2 separate regions of the Mus musculus genome follow, and region 1 is linked to region 2. The links are chromatin contacts, called in public promoter capture Hi-C maps. All regions are on one chromosome and are shown on one strand. Each heading gives the region's core, a stretch centred on a gene start, on an enhancer-like site or on the middle of the called end of the contact. The rest is flanking DNA. Distances are from core to core; before and after follow the strand shown. Region 1 holds the start of Usp54 (ubiquitin specific peptidase 54). Region 2 holds the start of Anxa7 (annexin A7).

Region 1 (4,107 bases), core at 1,520-4,019, 140 kb after region 2:
AATCGGGAAGGGGAAGATCAGTGGGAGGGGAGTAGGGCAGGATGAATATGATCAAAACACAATTATACTCGTGTATCAAGGTGTCACGACGAAACCCATTATGTGTGATTAATATATATACTAATAAAAATTTTTCCCAGGAATGGTGGTGTACACCTTTAATCTCAGCACTCAAGAGAAAGAGGCAGGCAGATCTCTGGGAGTTTGCGATCAGTCTGGTCTGTATAGAGAGTTCCAGGGCAGCCAGATGCTTACTAAATACTTGTTGAAAAAAAGTTAATGAACTGGGCAATGGTAGTACACGCCTTTTACCCCAGGATTCAGGAGGCAGAGGCAGTTGAATCTCTAAGTTCAAGGGCAACCTGGTCTACAGAGTGAGTTTCAGGACAGCCAGGGCTCCACAGAGAAACCCTATGTGTGTGTTTGACAAAATCTTTTAAAACACACAAAACTTCTTCCTGTTTAGAGATAACTCAGTGACAGATATGACCAATCAACTCTTTAGCTCTTCCCCAAGACTCCAACCTAAATCATATCACACTTCAATTTCATCTTATGTTTCCAACAAGTCTATGAAGGAAAGATATTCTGGCCAGTTAGACAAATACAATGTTCTTTCCTAACCACACTGCCAATAGTAGCAAACTAGTGGTAGGGTGAGAAAAGAAAGTTTCAGGCAATTTATTTGGCCCCTGGAAAGAAAAAAAAAAAAAAAAAAACGAAAAGAAAAGAAAAGAAACCCTATATAACCTTCTTGTTAAATCACTAAGAACCAAAGATGTTTTTTCCTTCCTAATTTTTTAAATCACTAAGGAATGCTTTTATAATTTAGATACTTGATTACAACTATGAATTATTTTACAATCATTATAAACACATTAGTACCTGGGCTATTTTGCACAATTATGAAAATACATTGACAGTAACACTAAGAGGAAAATTGCAGAGGAAGCCAATGATAACAGCATCTTGACTCATTTCTGTCAGGAGAACACTGGCACAGAATGGTACGAGCAACTCCAGTGTGAGAAAGCAAGCACGTGACTGGGAAGGGAGGTGACAGAGAGTACAAAGCAAGGAATCAGAAAGAACACAAACAAAGCTCTCTTCAGTGAGAGCAGTAAAAACCAGGAGGTACTGAAATCTATCCTAAAAGTCTTTCATATTCTCAAAAGCTACTGAACTCCAGCCTTTGAGTCAGTTCAAATGTTAACCCTACCACTTACAAGGGAGTGGGGGTGGCCTTCCATACTGCTCTTTCACTGGAAACTTGTAATAATGGTAGCAACTACTCAAATGAACATTACTGGACACACAGCATGTCCTTAGCTCTTTTTTTTTATTAGATATTTTCTTTATATACATTTCAAATGCTATCCCGAAAGTTCCCTATACCCTTCCCCCACCCTGCTCCCCTAGCCTCCCCCACCCCCACTCCCGCTTCTCGGCCCTGGCGTTCCCCTGTGCTGGGGCATATAAAGTTTGCAATATCAAGGGGCCTATCTTCCCAATGATGGCTAACTAGGCCATCTTCTGCTACATATGCAGCTGGAGACAAGAGCTCTGGGGGTACTGGTTAGTTCAGTGTTGTTCCACCTATTGGGTTGCAGACCCCTTCAGCTCCTTGGGTGTCCTTAGCTCTTAAAAGGTGGGAGTCATTCTCATACTGCAAGGGTCTGAAGAGGACAGGGAGAAGTTCTACCTATGCATGATAAGGAAAAATACTATCTACTTGTCAGGGTTGTAGTGAAAATTAGAAATATATGTGTAGCATTTAGCATAGAACCTAGGAGATCAAGAAATTATTATTGTACAAGCACAACCTCCACTTATAAAGCAGATTCAACTAAACAGCAATAAAATCTCAGTAAATTTTCCTCATATTGTTAGTAGCAGTTCTACAGAACCCAAAGCTTTTAAAAAATGTGAGTGCAAGCGCACACACACACACATGCATGCACCCCACTATTTCTTAGATGAAGGTCAAAATATACAATCCAAGAAAATAATAGCATTATGAAATACTGTTCAAATGGCATTGGAATAACCTGAGCATCAAATATAAAACATTTTATTTTCAAAGGATCAAAATACCTCATACCAGAAGGGAAAAGGTCTAATGACCAAATCTAACTTCCTAAAGTACTCTCTAGAAGCAAGCATCTGCCACTCTGAAATACTCAGCAAACCACTTCCCAGAATGAAAACATACTGTCAAAATCTAAATGAATTTTACCAAGAACATTCTGGTGATGGAAAAGGACATCACTCTGCGTCTGAAAGTAATGTTACTGCACAGGTTAGCCAAAAAACAGGACCTCTGTTACTTCCTTAGCCCATATATTGAGTTTGAAAAATAAATACAAAGAATACAACCTTCTAACAAATAACTTGTTTTAAGGAAATTCAAAACACTAAACCTACAACTCTTTTCTTTAAACTTGTAAATCTCCCCTTTAATTCTAACAAGTTCATATATACAATATATGTTAGAGGAAGAAAATAAAATTCACAAATTTAACATCTGGTTGGAGAAAGAAAAAAAAAAAAGACAACATAAAAAAATCTCCTGAAAATTGAGTTCAAAACTCAATTTCAAAGTAAGCTATTAGAGGGGTGAGGGTGGGGTGGGCTGGAATAACTTCACAAACACTACTCAGTCATGGTATCCTCCCTCTACACAGTTTTAATACAACTACAATGCTTACCAGACAACCCATTCGAGCTCAGGAAAAAACTGCAAGCACTCACAAGGGCATCTGTGGGGCAGTGACACAGACCGGAACAGAGGCTAGGGTACAGAGGGAGGAGACAAGCGCAAGGAGCAACAGTGGGAAACTGTTCATCTAACCACAAAGGCACACAACAGGATGTCAGGGATAAAACAATTTTTTTGCCAACTACCAGGAACAATTCATTGAGAAGCTAAAACTGAAGGAACTAACCAGAACTCTGGGAAAGACTTATGACGAACGTCACAGGAGGTTTACAACAACTATATGAGAGGCTGCTTCATCCAGAGGCACTCCTGAAGGCAAGGTCATCGGAAAGTAAGGTTTGCAGGGTGGCAGCTGCTTCCAAAGGGCTGGTCCTAAAAGAACTCTTTGTGTGGTGTCTGTGAGAAGACACCTTTGCAGTGCCCTAGAGAACCACCAAAAACAATGCTGTCTGAGTCAATTCAAAGTCCCAAGACTATCTGCAGTGAAACCATTGTAATGGGCAAAAGTCTTCCGTCTTAAACACTAAAATGGGCCATGCTATTAAAGAAATTAGGAAACTGTATGAATAGAAATTATGTAAACCAAGCTGCTGGGGTTGCCAGTCGATTTAAAACAAGAACTGACTCTAAAGGTTCTTCCAGCCAAGATCTCCACACCTCTTTAGGGAGCTGCAGTTGGATCCCACCCTAAAACATGTGATCAGTCAAACAGAACTTGCATTTGCAGGCAGGGCATAAAGGCCAAGAAGACCAACACACATGTATCTGTGTATCACTCTGCTTATTAAACAGCTTTATTGAAATGAGTTGTTTTATAAGCATACTGAGGAAAAAACTCATCAGCAAAATTCTTGCCATTTATGAAAGTTGGCTTTATTTCTAAACCTTGAGAGAAAATCCTTGGTCACTAAAAAAAGATTTAATTAAAGTTTATTGGTGAAATTAAACAACCATGGACACTGTCCAAAACTAATTAAGCTTACATTTTAACAATATGCTTAAAAGTAAAGCAGTCCTTTGGCAGCAAAGCAAGTGCCAAGTTTAAAAGAAGAAAGCTATTGGTTCTCTTGCTCACTATCAGTATTCCAACCAAGTCTTCTAATACATAGTGCCAAGGCACAGAAGTGCCACACCAAGGCAAAAGCACAGACTTCTACTGATCAGTACTAAATGGAAAGAAAGATGCCCAAATTGTACTTGGTCTTTTCTCTATGAGAAAATATTTAACAAAGCAAATTGAGAAAAAATTACTTTGGCTCACAGCAGGAAAGGCTTAGCGGAAGAAGCCCGGACAACTGGTCACCCTGCAGTGGTAGTCAAGAAGCAGAGAACGAGCAACTCGGGCTGGCCTTCCTCATACTTTTTCAAGTCAATCCAGGCTCCCAAGC
Region 2 (4,235 bases), core at 154-2,653:
ACTCTTCTGAGTGAACCAGAGCTTTTGTTTTCCCTTTAACAATGTTACAAACAACCTTTAGAAAAACTTGGAAAATCCAATCTTGGTTCTCCAAACCATCTCCACCCAGTGAGTCAGTTAGTAAAAGGGTGGATCTATGTCAGTCTCTCAACTGGCAAGAGGCCTAAGAAGTTAAGGGTGGGGTTGGGGGTGGGGACCGGTGACAAACTGGGAAGGGAAACAGGAAGTGTGACTTAGGCCAGGCAAGAACAGAAACAGTTTCCCAAAAGCCGCCTCTAGGTTCCGGAAGGGCCATTTAAAGCAATGACTGAGGATAACAGGGAAACAGGGCTTAGTCCTCTGCGTGGGAAGGTAGCCCTCTACTTAACCACGAGGGCTAAAGGGTGGTTTAAGTTTGCGGGAGCAAAATTATTTACTCCACTTGTTTCTAATGATTTCCTGGCCTAAACCGTAGCTCACTACACTTGTACTGTAATTGGGGCAGATTGCTTTATCAGAATGGCTCGCTATCACCTGGCAGCAATTAAGGAATGTAATGGATAACAGTAAAATACCTTTCGTCTTTTCACTTGGTTTAGCCATTCCCCTCTGCATCTTGCTTACCTAGACGGCTGATATGGGTCAAGGACAAGGAAAAAAAAATCTAGATTGTTACTGGAATAGTTTCCAAGAATTTTAAACCGGAGCTTACATATCAGGCTTGTGAATTCTGCCCTAGATGTCATTAAGCACGGCACAAATTCCTCAAGTTCCTCTAAATTTGCTGTGTCACCAAAAAGTCTAGTCACTAGCCAAAGCCAGCTTTCGGAGCTGCTAGTCGGCCTTCTGGCAAGGGGCTTCACCAGGGCCACCATCGGGCCTTAAGTCCGCCACTTGCGGCCCAACTGACCGAAAGCGGGGTACCACTGCTGCCTGGCATCCCACTCTAAGCCTAACAGAGTGATTTACCCACAGACCTTCCCAGTCCTCCAGCACGCAGGGAAAGCATGCCCAACCCACCCCAAACACCCGAAACGCGTCCGAGTCCGCGTCCGCCACCCGGAGGCCCACCTCGTTAGGACACGCGCGGGGCTCTACGACTACGGTTGGAAGACCAGACCAGGGACTGGGAACGAGCTGACTGACCGACGGAAGAACAGCAAGGGGAGGGGGTGCGAGTCCTCACCTGAACGAGAAAGCAGCGTCACACCCTAGCCCGCTTTCCTGCAATATGGAGCCAGAGGGCGTGGCGCATGGGCGGCGCGAGGGTGCTAGCTGCTTGGACCGCCCCCAAGCTCGGGCGGGACGCTGCGCCCCTCAGGTGGCTCAGCTAGTTTTAACACGTGTCTATATCTCAGCGAGGTAAATCTACTCCAGGTGGTGCTACTGTAGAAAGGAACTGCAGCTTTGGGTGGAGCCGCGCAAGTGGGCGGAGCAGAGGGACTCAAAGATAGAGAGCTCCAGGCCTCCGGGGATCCTGAGAACCTAGGTTTGTTTCATGTGACTATAGGGAATTGTGAGTAGACAGAACTGGAGTTGAATTAAACAAAACTAAGCAGGGTTCAAAGTTCTACTGGTCCATTAGTGTTAAACTCACCATATATAGAACTAAGTATTTGAGGCACTTACATGGAAAGAAAACATACACAGAGACATAGTGAAGTGATGAATGGAGGTTACAGGTCAACCAAATGTTCACCTCTTTTTTTTTTTTTTTTTTTTTTTTTTTTTTTTTTTTTTAAGGTTGGTCTTACTGGGACTGATGGGCAGTAAGGCAAGAATGGCTGATCAGTGAGCTCCTGGGATTCACGTATGCATTTTCAGTGATAGAATTACAGGCTGGCATTTGCACCTGACTGAGCCAGCTCTCCACCATGGCTTTCACTTTCACGACAAAATTGTATTTGGGTATGTAAGCCTGAGCATGACTTGTAGGGATTGTTTCCCTTCCTCTACCATGTGATTTTCAGGGATGGAATTCAGGTCATAAGGCTCCACGGTAAACACTTGGGTAAGGCATGGAGACAAATGCCTTCACACCTCAGCACACGCCAATTCCACTATACTACAGTTTTTAAAAAAGTTTATTTGTATAAGATATATTTCTGAGTGTGGGCACATGTGGAGGTCAGAGGACAACTTGGAAGAGGAGACAGTGCTCCCTTTCCACCATGTAGGTTGAGAGAATGCCACTGTGTTTTCCAGGCTTGGCTGCAAGGCCCATTTACCACTGGGCCATCTCACAGGCCCAAGGCACTTTCACTTGATATTTGAAACATAAAATTTAAAATAAGGTAAGCCAGGCAGTGGTGGCGCACACCTTTAATCCCAGCACTTAGGAGGCTGAGGCAGTTGAATTTCTGAATTCGAGGCCAGGCTGGTCTACAGAGTGAGTTCCAGGACAGTCAGGGCTACACAGAGAAATCCTGTCTCAAAAAGCCAAAAAGCCAAAAAAAAAAAAAAAAAAAAAAAAAAAAAATTGAAAGAAGGTAGTTTTTTGTTTTCATTGTTACATCCCAGAAGTAAAAGGTATCCTGGAATCCTCTGGTATTCCTGGAGCCAAGGAATAGCAGAGTCACACCACACATCAAACCTTACAGAATAGACTTGGCAAAGAAGCAGTGAAGAAGTGAGCAGAAAGCAGGCTTTCTATCCGGTGTCTTGGCGGGGAGGTGCAGACCTTTCCAGGGTGGCCAGATCATGAGCTTCTTTTTCTGTAGGGCGGGGCCTGGCCACTCCCACTCTTCTGTTCGAGTAGCCTGTGGGGTGGAGCCTGGCAGCTGGAGGTCTCTAGGTGCTTCATACAAGGGGAGTCTCTGCACATGGCTGCCCAAGTTGGTGTGAAAGCCAACATTTGTGCTACTCGTGTAATATCTAAGAAAACATTGTACAAATTCATGAAGATTTATATATTCTAAGCATTGAAGTTCTTTAGATCTCTGATCCATTTTAAAGTGTTTGAGGCTGGGTCTTCATATAGCTCAAGCTGACCTCAAAACTTGCTGTGCGACCACAGATGAGCTTGAACTGATCCTTCTTCCTCTACCTCCTGAGTGCTGTCGATTTTGTTGACTTTAGCCTTGCTGTGTAGCCAGGACAGCCTCCCAGTTCCTGAGCCTCCTGCCATACCGGCATTTGTACTGGAATTAGAGGCATGTCCCACAACACAGTTTAAACTCACTTTATATGATATGAACTGGAGCTTCAACTTTACTCTTTTGCATGTGGCTATCCAATTGTTCTAGCAAGGTTTGTTGAAAGGTCTATTATTCAGTCTGTTCTACAGAATGAGTTCCAGGACAGCTACACAGAGAAATCCTTTCTCAAAAACAATCAAAAGGAAGGAAGGAAAAAACGTTTATCCCTTTGATCCTTGTCAAAAATCAGATGACTCATAAACAGTAAGGATTTTTTTTTCAACTTTTGCAATGGTCTAAATGTATGTATCTCCTTCAAAATTGATGTTTCTAAGTCTTCGTCTCCAAGATTATGGTATCAGGAAGTAAGGCTGTTGGGAGATGACTAAGCCAAGAGAGCACTACCCTAATGTATGGGCTTATTGCCCTGATTAAAAGTATGACTGGGGGGCTGGTGAGATGGCTCAGTGGGTAAGAGCACCAGACTGCTCTTCCAAAGGTCTGGAGTTCAAATCCCAGCAACCACATGGTGGCTCGCAACCATCCTAACGAGATCTGATTCCCTCTTCTGGAGTGTCTGAAGACAGCTACAGTGTACTTACATATAAATAAATAAATCTTAAAAAAAAAAAAAGTATGACTGGCTACCCTTTTACCGGATGAGGAAAAAAAAAAAGGTTCCGCCTTCTATAAACCAGGAAATGGGTCTTTACCAGATAACAAACCTTCCAATGTCTTGGTTTGTGAAATCCAAGTGTCTGTAACTTAGAGAAGTAAATGTCTTTTCTTTGATCTTTTTTCCTTTTTTACACAGGTTTCACACCTGTAACTCCTGTGTGAAGCTGAGGCACCTGAGCAACTTAATAACACCCTGTCTCAAATAAACGATAAAAAAATAACAAATTACAAAAGAGAGCTGGGAATGTAGCTCAACAGTAAAGCACTTGCCTAGCATGTACAAGGCTCTGGATTCCAGTGGGGGGGGGGGGATCAGAAATGAGTCTGGTAATGTTAACTTCCATTGGTTTAAACATCTTTATTTGAACTGTGAATAAGGTTTAGCATACCACAGGGTTCAAAGCTGGCAAAAATCTGACATCAACAGGGTAAGTTGATTAA

Evidence for each region. Capture Hi-C pulls out chosen DNA fragments and counts their contacts.
Region 1: a promoter capture Hi-C map of liver shows a contact between it and region 2. The contact joins the promoter of Usp54 here to the promoter of Anxa7 in region 2. A contact is called at or near these places in 5 of 39 promoter capture datasets (the C10 cell line, cranial neural crest, frontonasal cranial neural crest and 2 more), 1 of 115 datasets of contacts at active chromatin or transcription factors (embryonic stem cells) and 4 of 9 other capture datasets (adipose tissue, liver, macrophages and 1 more).

Annotation. Positions count from the first base shown.
Region 1 is chr14:20,615,585-20,619,691 of GRCm38.p6, forward strand. It overlaps Usp54 (ubiquitin specific peptidase 54), which reads right to left and starts at 2,770. Exons shown (of 21, transcript NM_030180.2): 1 at 2,709-2,770.
Region 2 is chr14:20,478,730-20,482,964 of GRCm38.p6, forward strand. It overlaps Anxa7 (annexin A7), which reads right to left and starts at 1,404. Exons shown (of 13, transcript NM_001110794.1): 1 at 1,166-1,404. It overlaps Mss51 (MSS51 mitochondrial translational activator), which reads right to left. Exons shown (of 7, transcript NM_029104.1): 7 at 4,135-4,235.